2 separate regions of the Mus musculus genome follow, and region 2 is linked to region 1. Evidence: chromatin contacts called from public promoter capture Hi-C data. All regions are on one chromosome and are shown on one strand. The core of a region is the stretch at or near the end of the contact, and the rest is flanking DNA. Distances in the headings are between cores, read along the strand shown.

What was found. Promoter capture Hi-C pulls out the DNA fragments that hold promoters and counts their contacts.
Region 2: a contact with region 1 is called in a promoter capture Hi-C map of embryonic stem cells. The contact joins the enhancer-like site here to the promoter of Ckap2 in region 1. A contact is called at or near these places in 3 of 39 promoter capture datasets (the 3T3-L1 cell line, embryonic stem cells and liver), 1 of 484 Hi-C or Micro-C datasets (the C2C12 cell line) and 4 of 115 datasets of contacts at active chromatin or transcription factors (embryonic stem cells, memory CD8 T cells and stem cell-derived neural progenitor cells).

What each region holds. Positions count from the first base shown.
Region 1 is chr8:22,184,411-22,188,568 of GRCm38.p6, forward strand. Ckap2 (cytoskeleton associated protein 2) reads right to left here and starts at 1,409. Exons shown (of 9, transcript NM_001004140.2): 1 at 1,274-1,409. The coding sequence starts at 1,382. It overlaps Gm29878 (a long non-coding RNA gene), which reads left to right and starts at 1,618. Exons shown (of 2, transcript XR_378798.3): 1 at 1,618-1,669; 2 at 2,675-2,742.
Region 2 is chr8:22,542,377-22,546,458 of GRCm38.p6, forward strand. It overlaps Slc20a2 (solute carrier family 20, member 2), which reads left to right. Exons shown (of 11, transcript NM_011394.3): 5 at 3,128-3,224. Among named protein-coding and RNA genes, the nearest start is that of Vdac3, 49 kb to the right of the region's middle. Within about 2 kb of position 2,760, at least 43 of the 459 cell types and tissues checked have an H3K27ac peak or open chromatin away from gene starts, as enhancers often do. A contact at or near this core is called in embryonic stem cells and memory CD8 T cells, where this site is marked.

The sequences.
Region 1 (4,158 bases), core at 159-2,658:
GTGTAACCTGGGGCTGGGATCTAAAAGAGATTTAAGGATGAGAGTAGTGTAAAATGCACAAGCCTACCCCAGGAAGCAGAGGCAGACATTCTTGAGTTCAAGGCCAGCCTGGTCTACAGATCAAGTTCCAGGCAGCTAGAGCTACAGAGAAACCCTGTCTCAAAACAACAACAAAAACCAAAGCGACAAGAAAGCACCAGTCTAAAGTGTTTAAAAAGCCAATGAAGTCTCGTATTCAGGGCTGGCTCTTCCTTGGGTGCTAGCCAGAGCGAACAACTTCTACTAAAGAGCTTTAAAGAGTAACCACTAAGGGTGTGGAGTGTCTCCTCCCTGGGAAAAGAGATTATTCCTATAACAACACAATAGGAGATTTCTCAATTTAGACAAATGATCCCATGAATCAGAAATTACATGCAAGGTGCTGTTTTAGGCTTACTATTACTGTGATGAAAACACTCTCACCAAAGGCAACTTGGGGAAGAATGGGTTCATTTACTAATATCTCCATAGTACAGTTAGCTCATCATCAAAAGCAGTTAGGGCAGGAACTTGGTGCCATGAAGAAGTGTAGCTACAAGGCTTGCTCTGCCTGGTTTGTTTGTTTTTGTTTTTAAATAGCACTCAAGACCACTAGCCCAGGGGTGGCACCGCCCACAATGGGCGGGGCCCTCCCTCTCCCATCAATCTCTAATTAAGAAGATGCCCTACAGGCTGGCCTACAGCCTGCCTGATCTTGTGGAAACATCTTCTCAGTTTAGGTTCCCTCCTCTCAGGACTCTAGCTTGTGCTCAATGATAGAATACTTGCCTAGCGTATACAAAGCTCTGAGGTTCATCCTCCCAAATAAATAAATAAATAAATAAATAGCATCAAATGTCCTAATCGAGTGAAAATTGCAGGGAACACATTTCAATATAGGGTTCCAGAAACAACTGTGTAGAGAGATCTGATACCAGTCGCCAAATTCTGACCAACTTACATAAGTTTTCCACATTCTTGCTGCAGACCATTCAACTCCATTTTTCCAAAACGTCCAGGACATCATGCAAACAGTCCCAGCCTCACCTCCACGTTCCAAGCACAGAGATAGGAGAACCCGGGAGCTAGCGAGCGCGCGCGCAGGCGCAGTCGGGGGTCCGGGCAGCCCCGCCCCCGCCCTCAGACCCCGAAGATAAACCGCTGGCCCCGGCAGGAGCCGAGCCACGCGCTACCCTCGGCAGCGGCCTGGGCTCTCAGAGAGAGTTAGCGGCCGAGGCCCCGTGCCATCGCTCACCTCGGAAGGCCGGCTGGTCTCGCCTGGTCGGGGGCAGCTGCAGGTCCCGGGTCACCGGCAAGGGATTCCTCGCAGCCCTGCCAAGGAAGCGTTTCCTGGACTCTGCCATCGCTTAATGAGCGCGCCTCGGCGCCGGCGTGGATTGAACGGACCAATGAGCGCGGAGGGGCGGGGCCCAGGCGAGGGGCGGGGCCGTCCCAGAATCCAGAGACTTGGCAGCCGGCGAGAAATTTCAAAATCGAACAAAGCTCTCCCAACTGGATGGATGACGCCGTTGGAGCGGGCTTGTTGAATCCTCAGGATATAGCAGGACCAGGCTTGACAAGTCAGGACATGTCTTCAGACACAGCCCAGAGGAAGCCAAAGGACCGCAGTGACTGCACCTGTCAAATGCTGGTGCGCTCCTTAGGGATAAGGCTCATTGCTTTCCCTGAGGACAAGTTCCCGAATGATCTTTGGAGCTGCTTAACAGAATTAGGTTGCGATTATACCTCGCAAGCGAGATGATGAGCTCAGATGTTAGGTGTCTCGTGTTTGCACAGCTTGCAAACAAAACCTTTTTTTTTTTTTTTCTTTTTTCGGTTTTTCAAGACAGGGTTTCTCTGTATAGCACTGGCTGCCCTGGGACTCACTCTGTAGACCAGGCTGGCCTCGAACTCAGAAATCCACCTGCCTCTGTCTCCCAAATGCTGGGATTAAAGGCGTGTGCCACCACTTGCCCGACTTTGCAAACAAAATCTTAAGTTGAGATCTACCTTTGTGCTGTTATTTTATTGAAAATCTTGCTACGTAGCACAGGCTGGCCTAGAACTCACTTGCAGTCTTCCTTGACCTCCTGAGTGCTAAGATTACAACTCTATGCCCAGCCCTTTCTGTGCATTTATATATGCATTTGTGAAATGCAAACAAGTGTAGGAGACAGAAGAAAAAGAAAACTGAGGATATAACCCTCTGCTCTTTCAAGGCAGGATATAATTCTGTGAAGTTAAACCTATTGTGTGTTATAAAAAGATAAAGGAAAGAAGGAATATGTTTTGGTGGATGTGTAGTCAGGTATGGGGTGCCCCCGCAGGCCCATGGGTATAGTATAGAATAGAGTTTACTCAGGGAATGGGGAAGGGAGTTAAAAGGGTATTAGAGACAGAGAAAGGCAGAGAGAGTTGAGGAATAGAGGCTGGCTGAGAGCACATGTAGACAAGGGGGAGTAGGGGTGAGAGGACAGAGCAGGAGCAAGAAGACAAGAGAGAGCAAAGGAGGGAAGAGGGCAGAGGTAGCAAGCAGCCCCTCTCATAGTGAGTCAGGCAAGCCTGGCTATTGCCAGGTAACTGTGGGGCGGAGCTTAGACAGAATGCTAACAAAACCAACTCCTGTTGAACAATTTGTCTATGTTTGTCTTTTTAGGCATGCTGCCTTAACCTTTGACGCCCATCATTTAAACATGTCACCAACATAAAACCCAGACATGCTAACAGTGGTGGTTCATTGCTGTACTCCCTCAGAAAAATGACATGTGTGAAACATATTTCTAGGAAAAAAGCTACATCTTCAAACTGATTAACTGATTGGAACCTCAAAGGTTGTGGAGAGCTTGGGATGTTGCAGGACCAGGGCCCAGATACAACCTATCTTGAGCTATCTGTAACCCATTAAATAGCCACCCCTTGCCCCTATCCCAACCCCCACCTCAGACCTTAGGACACCTGACATCATGTTAGACGCCTTGTTTTGTTTGTTTGTTTGTTTGTTTGTTTGTTTGTTTAAGTGAGGGAGAACAACTGGAGGATGGTCTGGGTCTGGTTGCCCCCTAACTGTACACCCAGAGAAGCTATGTAAATCTTGCTCCCCAATTTAAAGTTAATAAAAGACTAGAGCCTGTGATTGAGTTGTAGAGAGAGAAAGGCAGGAGGTTGTGGGGACCCAGTGAGGGGGGGTCTCAGGAGAGACCAAGAGAAGGAGAAAGGAGACAAAGGGAGGAATAAGCTGCCTTGAGGGGAATGGCCCACGAGTGCATGGCCATGGGAAACAGCAAGTGACAAGGGACAAGTGGCTGGGGATGTGAGGTAGAACAGCTCCAAAACCTGCCCAGTCTAGGCTTACAGCTTGGAAATAAAATACCAGGACTTCGTGTCTTTAATATGGGCTAGCTAGAATGCATAATTCATTTTACAATGTCTACTACCTATTACTCAGGCCAGAGGGTCTCCCCAGCTGGCTCTCAGCAGTGATCAGCTTTTCTCCTGCTCTTTTCCTTTCTTTTCCTCAGATACTTTGCTAATGTTTTTTTTTTTTTCCTTCAGTTCCAGTGTTGGAATGCAGAGACTTAAGAACAGGTGCTCTACCTCTGAACTACAGTCCCAACTCTGCCATAGGGTTACCTTCCTTCCTTCCTTCCTTCCTTCCTTCCTTCCTTCCTTCCTTCCTTCCTTCCTTTCTTTCTTCTCTTGAAATATCCTATTTTAGTGTACCTTTACCAACCTCCGGAGAAGCCACAGGCAAACGGCTCTCCTTTTTAAAGGCAGCACTGATCCACGACAACACAGCTAACTGCTAAGTTGCCATCGGTGTCATGGCTAGTCTTGGTTGTCAGCTTGGCTACATCTGGAATCAGCCGCTGGGGATGCTGTGGGGGGTTTGCTTGTTTACGTCCTCTGAGGAGAGAAGCCTGGCACATCTGGTGCCAGTTCACATAAAAGGACCCGAAGGAAGCTTTTTGCTTTCCGCCTGGCTGTCCTCACTCTCATCGGCAAGTTCATCTATCCTGCTGCTGAAGGCATTCCTTCCCTGGTATTTGAACTTACCTCTTGAGAATTGCAGCGTAGACAGGACCAGCAGCCGTCTAAGAATCCTCCAGGACCCAAGCAGTAGTTAGAGACCGCTGAGATACA
Region 2 (4,082 bases), core at 1,510-4,009, 360 kb after region 1:
ATACAAAGCACCTCCACCCACTGAGCCATCCCACCAGCTCTTAGGCCTGCATTCAGTGGTTGTGTTGCACACTTGTCTTCCTGGTCACAGTTCCACATTTTGCTGTTTTCTGTGAGAGACATGTCCAGATGTGGTCTGAAAATGCTCAATGGAAAGTTCCACAGATGAGAGCTGTGCACGCTTTGCACTGCCTCTACACGAGTAATGTGATAAACTCACACACTTCCAACAGCAGCCAGCACGGTGTGACCTCCCCTGCCCAGCACATCCGTGTTGCTGATCTCTTAGCCATCTCTGATACTGCAATATCTGTGCTGAAGAAACACTTCTGTGGAAGCCCAGTGCTTCATTCGCCTTTCTTCATGCCCTCACATGGGGACTGTGGCATCTCTCATCATTAGAGGAAGAAGGGCAAGTGTGATAAATAAGACATTGACAAAGCTATGCATGTATATTGTCATATAGCGCTGTTATTGTGTTATCATTAATCTCTTCCTGTGCTGAATTGTAAATCTGCCATAGGAGTGTGTGTGCGTGTGTGTGCACATGAGTATGTGTGAGAGTGTGTGCATGTGAGAGAGTGTGTGCATGTGTGAGTGTGAGTGTGTGTGTGTGGACAGAAGAGCTGCTCGTGCACACTCAATACATTAAGGACATGACTTCCTTCCTCCGTGTGTTCCTGTCGACCATTAAAGGTTCATTCTCCTGAGTAAGCATAAACTCGGTCTTCAGTGTCTCAGCATCCTTCGTCTGGGCTAGGATTGGCCACATTAAGTTAGCTTACAGTTTGGCTACCAGCCTTCACCGGCCAGTACTGCTGCTTCTTCCACCTGGACTTTATCCTCAGTCAGAACCCTCCTATCCAGCTTCCTGGTGTCATTTTCCAGGACATCTCTCCTATCCCAGAGTTGGCATTTTCCTCCTTTCTGCTCTGGAGTGTGCTGCCCTCTCTTAGTGCTCGGTAGTGTGTGGTGTGTTATCTCTTCCTGTCTGCCTGCTTGCCTTCTATGAGGGTGGAGACCATGGGTGTCTTAGTCACTCTTAATTCCAGAGCCTTCTCTTGTGCTTACTACCTTTAAAGATGCTTGCCAGCAGTTTGTTAAGAGAATGTAGTGCCGCTGAGCATCTCCAGCCGAACCAGACTCTAATCCTACTGAAGACCACTGTGGTCTGCCAGTGAGAGGAGGCAAGTTCTGAATCTAGAATCTCTGGTATCTTGTGGTTCCTTCTCCCTCCCTTATTCTCTCCCTCCATACCACCTTGCCTTTCTTTCTTTTCCCTCCCCAATTCTCTCTATAATTCATACTACCATGAAGGTGTATTCTAAGACTCCAGATACAAATCTATTGGACCTGAAAAGTGTGTTTGTAAAGAATGGAAAAAGAAAAGAACAGGAAAATGCTCATTTTCTGAAGAGAGATAAGATTCAAATCAATTCCTTCTAAAAGACGGTTTTTTAAACGTAATTATCTTTTCATGGGCCTTTCAGAATCTCCACAGATAATGCTTCAACAGAACTGTGGTATTAATACCTTGCTGGCACACAAGACACAACACACACCACCCCAGGCTATTACCCCAACCACCACCCAAGTGCACCCTACCCTATCCAACCATAGCCCACCACCCTAGCCCTTTCCACCCCAGCCCAAACAGCCTCAGCTCAGCCCAGCCCAGCCCACTGCACCCTATCCAAGCCAACTTCACCTCCCCTCACCCAATCCCCACTCCTCCCAAAATGGACCCAAGCCCAGTTTCAATGCAGAGAGCTCAGTTTTTCTGCAAACACCATCCACAGGCTGAGCCAGCTTCCGCCACTACCGCCCCGCCTTGCCGACTGCACGTTTAAAACATCCCACTCCTCCTCAGCCTTCCTATTTGCTCACCCAGATGCTCTGTGCTGTTCTCAACACAAACAAAATATCAGTGAGAGGGAGGAGAGGGAGAGGATATGTTGGATGTTTGGATGAGTGACATGCCAACTGGATAGATTGGAAGGAAGAAGAAAAAAAGAACAGGAGGAGGAAAGGGAGGGTGGTCTCAAGGAGTCATTTGTCTCCTGGCTGTCTACCTCCTTAGACAGCCTTAGTTCCCAAGAAAATAGTGCTTTTATCTAAAGACAGTGACAGGCGGCACCTGCGTGGCCTCTGGTTTCATTCCAGCAGGGACTCTTTGTGTGGTGCATCTCAGGTGGCATGCTAGCTTGTCACCCCCTTCTCCAGCTCAGTCTTTTATTTGCTTTCCTGTGTGCCCCCCCCACCACCACCACCTCCCTGCCTGGTCTGGGCAGAGCTCACACACAGCAGGAACCTTTTCAGTCCCTCTTTTACATTCTTTGCGCTTCACTACCTTCAACACAAGTCTTTGGACCAGTGCCTGTGGGGACTTGAGGCATTCCAGAAGATCTTGCTGAGCTGTGCCTACTCCGCCAGCATCCTTCCTGTGGTTACAACTCTGAAGTAGCCTTCACCTTCTCTTACCACACAGTTCATCTGGGGGGGAGGGGTTACATCTTCTTTTCCTTTGATCTTGACAGGTGGCCTATTCACCCACATGCATCAGGGTATATTTTAGAGATCAGTCACTTAAGTAGCAACTATGCAGTAGTACAGCTTTGATGTGTTTCTAGCCTACATTATTCCTTTAAAAATGTTCTATAGATCTGCATTTCTAGAGGCTAGACAGATGGCTCAGCGGGTAGGAGCTCTTGCTGTTCTTGCAGATGATGCAAGTTCAGTTCCCAGCATCCACATGGAACTCCAGTCTCAGGGTTCTAACGCCCTCTTCTGGCCTACGTGGGCACTGCATCCCTGTGAAGAAGGCACTATATCGGTTTGGAAGAAGTCATGGCCAAACACTGTGCTTGGGGCCTCAGACATGGGCCTCCCAAACAGCTTTCTGTCTCTGTGTGTGATGTCAGCTCAGGTGACCCTAGCACTCTCATGCTGGCCGCACACGTGGGCTTGCTGAACCTGCACCTGTGTAGAAGGTGCCTGGGCCGGAGCAGCGGCTCACTGCAGCAGAACGAACGCCACACTGCTTCCCCATAACTGGGACTCGCATCATGAGGGTTGTGTTGCTACCAGATGCTCACCTGCTGACCTCCACTTTACTCATTGTTACACAGGAGGACCCTGTTCCAAACGGTCTCCAGGCACTGCCTCTGTTTTATGCTGCTACCATAGCAATAAATGTCTTTTCCATCATGTACACAGGAGCGCCAGGTAAGAACCCGCCATGGAATCCTAAGTGCACAGGAAGGTATTGTAACTGAACAGCATTGACTAGCTGTGGAGCAAGTCCTGGTATTGGCTAATAGTAAAAGGCATTGTTCACAGTCATTATGGTATAGTAGAATAATTATAATAATAATAATAAATGTTTTTCCTTGTTTTAAATACCAAGAAGATACATAAATTGCAAAAAACAACAGGCTTTCGAGTTAAATTCCACTCAGCCATTACCCACTATGTTGTCCCAGCAGCCAGCTGACAGCCTTGGAGTCTTAGAGCTTGTTCTCGAGCCATGGGGGTGGTCAGGAGGAATGTCCGGTTGTCCAGGATGGGAGAGGCGGGTCAGAAGTGGTCTACCGCTGCAAGCCGCAGACTCCCAGGGTCTGGTGATGATTGCTCCTGCTTTCCCATCCTGGCTTAGGTGTGGGATGGGGAGAAAGAGATGTGTGTACCTGTAGTCCCTGCACTTGGGCGACTGAGGCCAAAATGTTGCTTGAGTCACCAGGTCCAGGAAAGCCTGGCAATACAATAATTAATGTCAAAAAATGTCTCTGCGTGTGTCTGGTCCTTTGGAGTCACGAGCACCCACTTCTCTTGCGTGTAAGTGAGTCCTATAAAAACCTGAAGTGAGAGTATTTTCCTACAAATGTAGGGAAACTTAGAAGACAGGATATCACACGATTTGCTGTCTATCACATTGTAGGTACTGGGGGCCATGCCCTGCTCCATATGTGTCCCCTCACGAAGCGGACTGCAGTGTCCTTACCTAGTCATGGGTACTTTTCCTGTTAGTTTGTTTGGGGTTTTGGTTTTTGGAGACAGGTTATCTCTACATATCCCTGGTTGTCC